Linked DNA regions of Columba livia: region 2 is linked to region 1. A link is a contact called in public Hi-C data. All regions are on one chromosome and are shown on one strand. The core of a region is the stretch at or near the end of the contact, and the rest is flanking DNA. Distances in the headings are between cores, read along the strand shown.

Region 1 (4,342 bases), core at 607-3,106:
AGACAGTATGATTCCATGAATACAGATGGAATTACTTAAGACTTGGTCAGTCAATGTTCTGATATGGGAATCTGCCCTTCCCTTTTGCTGCAGTGACACATTATCACTCTGTGTTTGTGCTTATTACATTGGACAATAATAAAGCCCAACACGGTCTCCAAAGGCATGAAGATTACCGTAGCCTGTTGATGTCCCAGATTGTTTGTTGCTTGCAGAGCTCATCTAAGGAGTGAAGCCAGGTCCTTCTCTATGCCAGTAGCCTTGTCTTAAGTTGGCAGAAATCTTAACAAATAGGTTGAGAAATGAAAAGAGGAACAGACTAAGACAAGGCACAAAATGAAGGGGTAGATTACGGGGTGGTGGGGGTTACATGAGAAACCAGAAAAAAGACCCGTGCATGGAAAGAAAAGAATCTGAGTCAATAAAGAGGAGAGAAAATGACAAAGAAACAATTAAAATGGGCAGTAAAACACAGAGAAAGGAGGGTACTAGAGGAGAAAAAGAGAGGTGGCTGGGGAAAGAATAGGGGCATTTCTCACCCATCATCTCTTGAAACATTTTTTTCTTTTTTGTCAAGTGTTTGTTAATCACAAAGTCACAGCTCTTCAGTTTTCGAGTTGCACTAAATCTTCTCCCACCAGATGTATACAGCCTGCGGGCTGGGCAAGGGAACAAGGAAGCCACAGAGTCTCATGCATCTGGAGGGAAATACTAGCCATAATCTTTTCTTTCTCTGTCATTAAGCAGTATTTGATTTTCAGCTTAGTCGACTTTGAAATGTCAAGAATAGTATCGAGGCTTTGGCCTGTTTCTAGTATTCACAAATCCCAGGCACTCAAAAATGGAAAAGAATTTACTTTCTTCCCCAGGGCTTTGCACAGAAAGGACATTTCCAAAAACAATGCAGGCAGGATTAGAAAATCAGGCAACAGAACCTTCTTGTTACCCAAGCAGCTGCTATTAAAACTGAAGACTCTGTGCACAGTGTGCCATTAGTGCCATTGCCTAAGAAGTGAGTGTTTAAGAGGAGCTTTACGCTCCCCATGTAAGCCTTTGAGAAGAAAGCCTCATGCAGACAATTCCTCTTATATAGCTATGTCTGCATTTCTTACTCTCCCACAGCAGGAGAACAAACCCTTTTTATTTAAAGTTCTGTGTATTCCTACTGGCTAGTCCTTGTTTCACCAAGGCTGGATGACATCCAGTAAGTGGTTAAAGATACTTGAGATGCAGAAAACATCCTGTCCTGTCCAGAAAAAGGCCTGTGTGTTTGCTGGATTTGAAAAACCATTGACTATTGATGACTCAGGATCACTAAGAACAGAAATCAATGCCATATGCCACTAGAAGGCTAGTCATCCAGTCTAGCTTTGCAAAGATACACAGCAGTTTGCCTTCTAGGCTCAGTGTTTCATGAGATTTTGAAGATTAAAAACACATTATTTTCACTAACATCCTCTCTCCTCACTTTGCCTCAGTGGTTCTGACCCAACTTAAATGGCCGTTGCCTTCAAGTGGTTTATGTTTGAAACAATGCCATGTTTCATCTGAAAACATATAATCACAACTTCCAAGCTATATGAAGGATTCATCTCCAGCTCCAGCAGTTTGTGGAAATGTTGGGTCCAAAGCTAATGCATGAATAGGAAGATATGAGTGAGCATTATCAGAATAGTATAATTTCAAAAGATGGTATTATTAACTGTATTCACTTATTTTGGAAAGATTCTGTTTAGACTTTAAGGTAGTCTCATAAGCAGATAAAGAAACATATCTAAAGATAAGAAGATTTAAGAGCAGCAGAGAAACAGGAAAATTAGATGGAAAGGGGGACACATGAGTTGTCCGAGCTCGCAGGGGGTGAGGCAGAAGGTGGGACTGCAAAGGAGCCTCTGGGTCATTGAATCCAATTCCCTGTGATCACACTGTGATGGCATTGACAGTAGACTCAGATGGATTCTCAGAGTACCTGCACCCCCACCTATATCTTATACTATAAAGCAGTCTCTGAGACCGTGTAACAATTGCAAGGCCACTGGTCCAAAAGGCAAAAAGCCTCAAAAATTACACCACGGCATCACTTTAAAAGAGAACAGAAGAGACACACAACACTGCCATTAGCTGAAACATCCCTGGAAAATTTTTAGCAGATGGACCCTACACCATGCCCTGCAGGAAAGCAAAAGCTGCTCAGCCTCTGCCAATCTGACACAAAAGAAAAACTTAATCCTTAACTAAACCCCAGATCTGGCAATTACTTTAGCCATTGGAATGTGAGCAAGATACGGCAACCAGAGCAACCCAAGAAGTCTGTCAGATTGTGGTCCTGACCTACCTCTAGTTGTGTCAAATCTACTGCATATCTGAGAAACTGGATCCACAGACCTTTCTCTCTGTCCATCCCTGGCCATGCCACTGCCAAATATCCCCTATAATAGAGGATATCAGGAATAAGGAGCAAAAATTTAGGGACATATACAAGAAATTGCTCTCCCTCATTTGTCGCTTGCTTTCCTGTTCAAGGCCAGACCCCAGAGCTGCAGCACTCCCAGAAGCCTGGCAAGAGAGTGGGAGATTTGTGCTTTGGTCCCAAAACCCTGGCCTGGTCTCATGATCAATGTAGGGACTACTGCACCATCCCTATGCCTGACCCAGGGCCTGTATCCCTTCTCCAATCACCTCACTGGTCATTTGGGGTCAGGAAAACTTCCTACTAGAGCCCTCTGCAAACCTATGTTTTAACAGTAAAGTATACGGACCCTACCCAGTGAAATTAAGCCAGCTCAGAGCTAGTTTACTCTCTCCTTCTATCTACAGCCACAGCCTTTGGCCTTCAATGTGTAAAAGTGAAATAATAAACTCCAACTTCACCTTAGGCCATCATACCCTGCCAGTCTGTGACTTAAATTCATCTAAGTAGTCTACCCTAGTGTTCACCCAAAACCTAGTCCAAAGACTGTCCAGCTCAAAGGATACTCTCCTGCCTTGCTGGCAACACCCTCCTTCCAACACGTCTAGTTCCAGCTCCAATCAAATTCTAGCCAGATAACCTTTGCTAGTAGCTAAAAGTTCAGAGTCCCTTTCCAGTTCTCCACATTTGAAAATATGAAAGTTTAAGACTCAAACAGTCCAACCTGATTCTAGGCTACTTTCTGCTTCCCTTGCCTGTTGGAAGTACAGAAAAAGAGAAATAGAATCAGTGCACAAACAATCCATTTTCCACCTGCACCTGCAATGAAATGCCAGCCTTCTCTGATGGAGGCAATATTTTCACTTGTAAGGAACAGTTCAAGCAAGTCTATCTTAGATTTAAGTTGTGGTCACAAGCAAAGATGAAGTATCACTCCAGTAACTGAACCACAGGCCAGGATAATGCTGTAGAAGAGGTTAGTTTTATTATAAGGACTTGAAAATTTCATTTTTTTAATCTCAAAAATGTCAAGGAATATCAAGAGATATTGTAATTTCATTCCTCTGTTTATTCAGTTTTGAACAATTTCACCATTGTATCATCAAGTAACTTGCTTGTCATTGAATAAACACACTTGTACTTTAGATTATTTACTTCAGCAAATTCACCAAGCAAATTTACTGAGTAATCTTACATAGCAATAGGGGAGTCAGTGCTATGTTATCCCACTGGGGAGCAGTAATTAGCACCAGCAGATATTTAATACTGGTTCTGGATTTAGTAAATCCCATATCCCCAGTTGGAGGTAGTCCTGTTCCACCAGATCTGAGTTTTAAAGAGAGGTGTATGTTTGCTTAGGGGAAGGGGAACAAATAATTGATGGGGTAGACAAAGAAGCTGATGCCACATTTCCTCAAGGACTTACTTTTGTTCTGAAAATGACTTCTACTCAGAACCACAGAAAGAAATCTGCATTTAAAAGCTTGTTAGATGTACTGCATGTCACTGAAATAACAAGAAAAAACTTAACAATACAACAAGGAAAGTACGGGACTGAATATGAAAGGAGTAGGTTGTAGCCTGAAAGTTAAGCTTTCCATCTGAATAGAGTCTGAAAGACTAGGAAAAGTGCTTTCTAATTAGCTTGCTTTTCACCTGTTTTATTTATGGCTGTCACTGCACGAGTAGACCAATATAAGAGGCTTTTTATTAAACAGTCTCTAGAGAGAAGCATCCAAACCTGCCAGCAACCATGTTTCATAGGTTTAACCTCTCTAACCTTTATGGTTCAGTTAAAGTTCTTCCTCCACACGTGCCAAATACATCATTCTGCCAAGTGAACTGTAAGCCTGACTTAGGCCAATACCTACTCTATTTAATATGCAATTGCATTACTTTTTATTTGGGGTTACATTTTATCTGGTTTGCCTA
Region 2 (4,342 bases), core at 726-3,225, 69 kb before region 1:
CGAATTGAAAAAGTGTGTAGTGTTTGTTTTCCTTCATCTAAAAGCCATCAATACATGAAGTATATTTGAAATAAGATAATCAAGTATTAGTCAATAACAAATTATTTAAAAATATAAGCTGGTTTGCACCATCTCATTACATCAGTACTGCAAGTAGTATGCGGTATCAAAAAAGTTTAATTAATGAAAGCTGCACACTCCCATTTGCACCAAATGGAAATGGTAGAACAACAAAAAAAAACCAACCCTACTGTGAATATTTTGAGTTACAGCAAACCCTGACATCTTACAAAAACAGAGCAGTATAAGAACCATCTGACACAACAGGCACTATTTGTTCAGCTGGAACTGAAAAGACTGTGTGAACAACTGAGATATGAACTCGGTACTTGTGCCCTGGACTTTTACAGGACACAAGAGAGAATTCTACCTATAAAGGCTAATGAAAGATAATGAAATGTGAAATTCTAGTCTCATGTTATTAAAAGTGTAATTTCAAATCTTTTTGTTTACTTGAAAAATAAAACTAAATTAAGATATGGTGATTTAGTGTGCAGGATTTTTGAGGGTTCCCCCCCCATTCTGCAAACCGCAGAAGATTAGAATACACTAACAGGGCAACACATAACTGTCCTTTCTTATGGGTAAAATACAGATAAAGGGGAAGCAATAATACAGCAGCACAACAGTGGCAGGGAAGGTTTAGACCATAGACTCATATACCTATAAATTCACAGATCATAACTTCCTCATTCCCAGCAAGAATAGGATTTCTATTTTAACAAATATACCAGAGTCAGAAGCTGCTGAGAAAAATCAAACAGAATGGAAACATTTACGAAAAGTCAGTACACTAGAACTATCTAAACTGTTTGAATTTACTCTCAAGCTTGGTCTTTTAGAAGACATATCATTAGCCTTAGAATTTATACTTAGTTTTCATATGATCACCCTGAAATTCAAGAAACCACACTGCTAATCTTTGGTTTTGTTTGTTCTTTATGACACATTGTTTCAACTGCCCTTTTCTGTCTCATTAGGATTAATCTCGGAAGACCAGATGTTCTTCCAGACACCTTCAGAATATCTGCAAGAAAATTCTTACCAAACACCTGAATACTAAAGTAACACTTGCAGCAATTAAGACTTTTGTATTACTTACAATACAAAGTTTCAATAATGCAATTAGTGATAGCTATTTAAGCTTAGAAACTTTTTTTCCGGAGCAGAAGATGGTCAGAATTCGTAAAAACTACCAGGCCAAGTTTCACCACTTGAATATTACAGAGTATAAAGTAGTACTCTGGTCTATCACAAGTAATCATATAAAGCTGTAAAAATAAAAGAACCCTTTCTCCAACCACAATGCTGTGCCTCATGCTATAAAAATAGAGCAGGCATGCGATTCCTTTTTTTTTTTTTTCCCCCAATAAAGCTACAGGGCAATTTTCCAGAAGAAGAATGAATTTAGAATCTTATTACAAAGACTTCCAATTAAAAATCATCAATTAAAGGAAGATGGCCTCAAGCAGTAAGTCTCTGAAACTGCTTGTCACAGAGAATTGTGTCAGCTCTAATGAAAGCAATTAGTAACCAAAGTTTTTAGACTACTACTTCTGTGTACAAAAAGGCTGTTGAAAAGGTTTTGAGGTACCTACCTTAAAATACAGAAGCAGTACATTATTTTATTGACATTCTGAAGTTAGGCTTTATTAGGGTAAATAACTGTCTATGGTTACTACTTCCAGTGGACAATGAACATTATTCTGTAAACCAAGAAAAAGCCCCAAAAAACAAAAGAAACTAACTTCAAGTTACATTAAGCAGAACGGCTACCAGACATAAAAATCTAAGCAACACGGTACAAATATGAAGAAAAATACAAGCTTCAGGATTAAAATCTAACAATTCGGCAGCCTTAAGGGACAGCTTTCTACATCAAAATAGAGATCGTCATCAATTGTGTTGGCTGGGCAGACATTTTAATATGGTCAAGGACTCTGATTTAAAGCTGTGCACATTCCTAGATGTGTCTCAAGCTGATGTTACATTAGCATGAAAAAGCATTCCACAGTAGCTCAACATTCACAACCCAAAACATGGGGCAGCATTAGCAAATGTGATTTTCTAAAGAAAACCTCCAAGGTACAGAGAGATGAGATTCAAAAGGGATATCACGCAGTTATAACCGCCACAGAAATTTGTATTTTACTATTTGCCAAAAGTTCGCTTTTCTTAATGAAAAGAACAGAAAAGCAATTTTAGTCTAGTGGTAGGACATGTTTATGCAGCTCCACTCCCTTGCATAAAAGCTGGAAAATACACTTCCGTTTTAAACTACTGCTTTCTAAAATGCTTTTCATATTCATTTTGTACGCGCTTTCCTCATTCTGCAGTTACTAGTAAATTTAATTGAGTAAAAAGACAGGAAATCAGGTCAGAGATGGGTAGCAGGACCAGCATTTCTAAGTAACTCTTTCAAGACATATTCATGCTAACATTGATATTATTTTATTTTTTTTTTACTTAACAGCTGCTAGATTTTTAAGTTTGTTTTGTTTGTTTTAGTTTGAAATAGCAGTCATCTCCAGCCACGTGGGACTGGTATTACTCACAGCAGCACCTTTGCAAAGACTGTCAGCATGGAAGACAAAGGCAGCATGGAAGCAGGGTCTCATCTCTGTTCTCAACCCAAAAACATCAGGCTCTTTTAGCTAAGGTCGGAGAACAGCTTAATAAGATGAAAAAAGGGTTGCATTGCTACTTTCCTAGTTCATGGTAATTCCTTTGAGGATGAAAAGAAAAACGGGTTTTAGAAAAGTCAAACCAACATCCATCATAAATATTAAGTTCATTTCAACTATCTACAACTGGAAGAACTGTATCAAACATATAATAAAACATTAATTTTCTATTTCATTTTCTTGGGTATTGTATTACAACACCCAAGAAAGTTGCCTAAAAAATTTAATCTATTTCCTTAAGGTGGATAACTGACATTCTTCAGTGAACTCTGAATAAATTTGTACCCCTGTGAGTACGAAAAGTTCATATCTAGGTAGACAGTCAAAAACCATAAAAAGATGGGCATATGCAGAATGTCTATCATTAGTGTTGTTAATACACACATCCTCAAAAACTGAAAATACAGTGAATATATTTACAGTTTGTATGAAATGAAATGCAATTAAAATTTTTCAAAGAACTAACTATAAAGCTGGAACCATGAAATTACTCACTGCTTTTCAGAAAAGCAGTGTCTAAAATGTCAATTACACTTTGTCACCTCAAAGTCACAGCATATTTTATAGAGTTGCTTAAGAAATTGGTAAAGCACAGGAAGTTTCACAGACTACTATAAGCCAGTTTTGAGGAAAATCTTTCATTCACTGAAGCAAAGCAATAATGTGCACTTTTTTAAAGCAAGAAAGTAACTGCCATAAAACCAAAACAATATTTAATGGAAATAGGCATTTAAAAATTGTAATTACTTTATTCACTTTCATATGCAGGATAACTCTGGGTATTACCCCATACTACTAAGATAAAAAAAAATATTACTTATTGTTTTACACAGAAAAGGATATCATTCCAAAACCAGAAGAACCACGTCACATACATCCAGAATTTCGTTGCCAGGTATATTCCAAGAGGCAGAGCACTGTGCATGGAGTGATCAAAGAATGACCTGTAAAGTAGAAGCAATGTCACACGGTAAGTTTCGACTTATAAAATGGAAATCCTGAACTAATGTTTCTGAAAAACACTTCCCGTTAAAATATATATTATATGGTATAACGCAAAATACACCATGAAAACCATTTTCCTCACATTTACCTTCAAAGTTCACGAGAAATTCCCATTTTTCAACCTGTCCAGGTGAAGGGTCATGACTGATATGTATTTAATTAAAATTTATAGATCCACCTTTGAAGTGAATGTCAAGAACTGGACAAGAAAGGCAGAATGAGTACATACTCATGCTATGACTACACTGTGAAAGTAGTTCGAACTCTGTGAGATTCCTAGCCTACAGCATGGATAATGGTTGCAAACTACATTTACTTAATGAGATTTCAGTACTAAAGATATTTTAGAAACTCACACAATGAAAATAATATGTTAAAATTACTTAAGTAAGAAAAAAGCTTAAGAGAGACTTTGGTGTTACCATTCTACATACTTGAAATATTTCAGATTCTTGAATCTATTGCTTCAAGAAGTTACCAATAGACAGTCGGGGAAAAAGCAGATTAATTTATTTCCTGTATTACTAGATTTGCCAAGTTCTAAGACAGAATGCTTGTACTTCAATTTTTTAAAAAATAAGCTAATCAGAATT

What was found. A called contact is a pair of places that touch in the nucleus more often than the background predicts.
Region 2: a contact with region 1 is called in a Hi-C map of liver, with 2.4 times the contacts expected there. The contact joins two enhancer-like sites.

The regions. Positions count from the first base shown.
Region 1 is chr1:158,187,910-158,192,251 of bColLiv1.pat.W.v2, reverse strand. No RefSeq gene overlaps it. Among named protein-coding and RNA genes, the nearest start is that of ZDHHC17, 18 kb to the left of the region's middle. Within about 2 kb of position 1,856, at least 1 of the 3 cell types and tissues checked has an H3K27ac peak away from gene starts, as active enhancers do.
Region 2 is chr1:158,256,889-158,261,230 of bColLiv1.pat.W.v2, reverse strand. ZDHHC17 (zinc finger DHHC-type palmitoyltransferase 17) reads right to left here. Exons shown (of 17, transcript XM_065041019.1): 10 at 3,588-3,688. Among named protein-coding and RNA genes, the nearest start is that of CSRP2, 37 kb to the left of the region's middle. Within about 2 kb of position 1,975, at least 1 of the 3 cell types and tissues checked has an H3K27ac peak away from gene starts, as active enhancers do.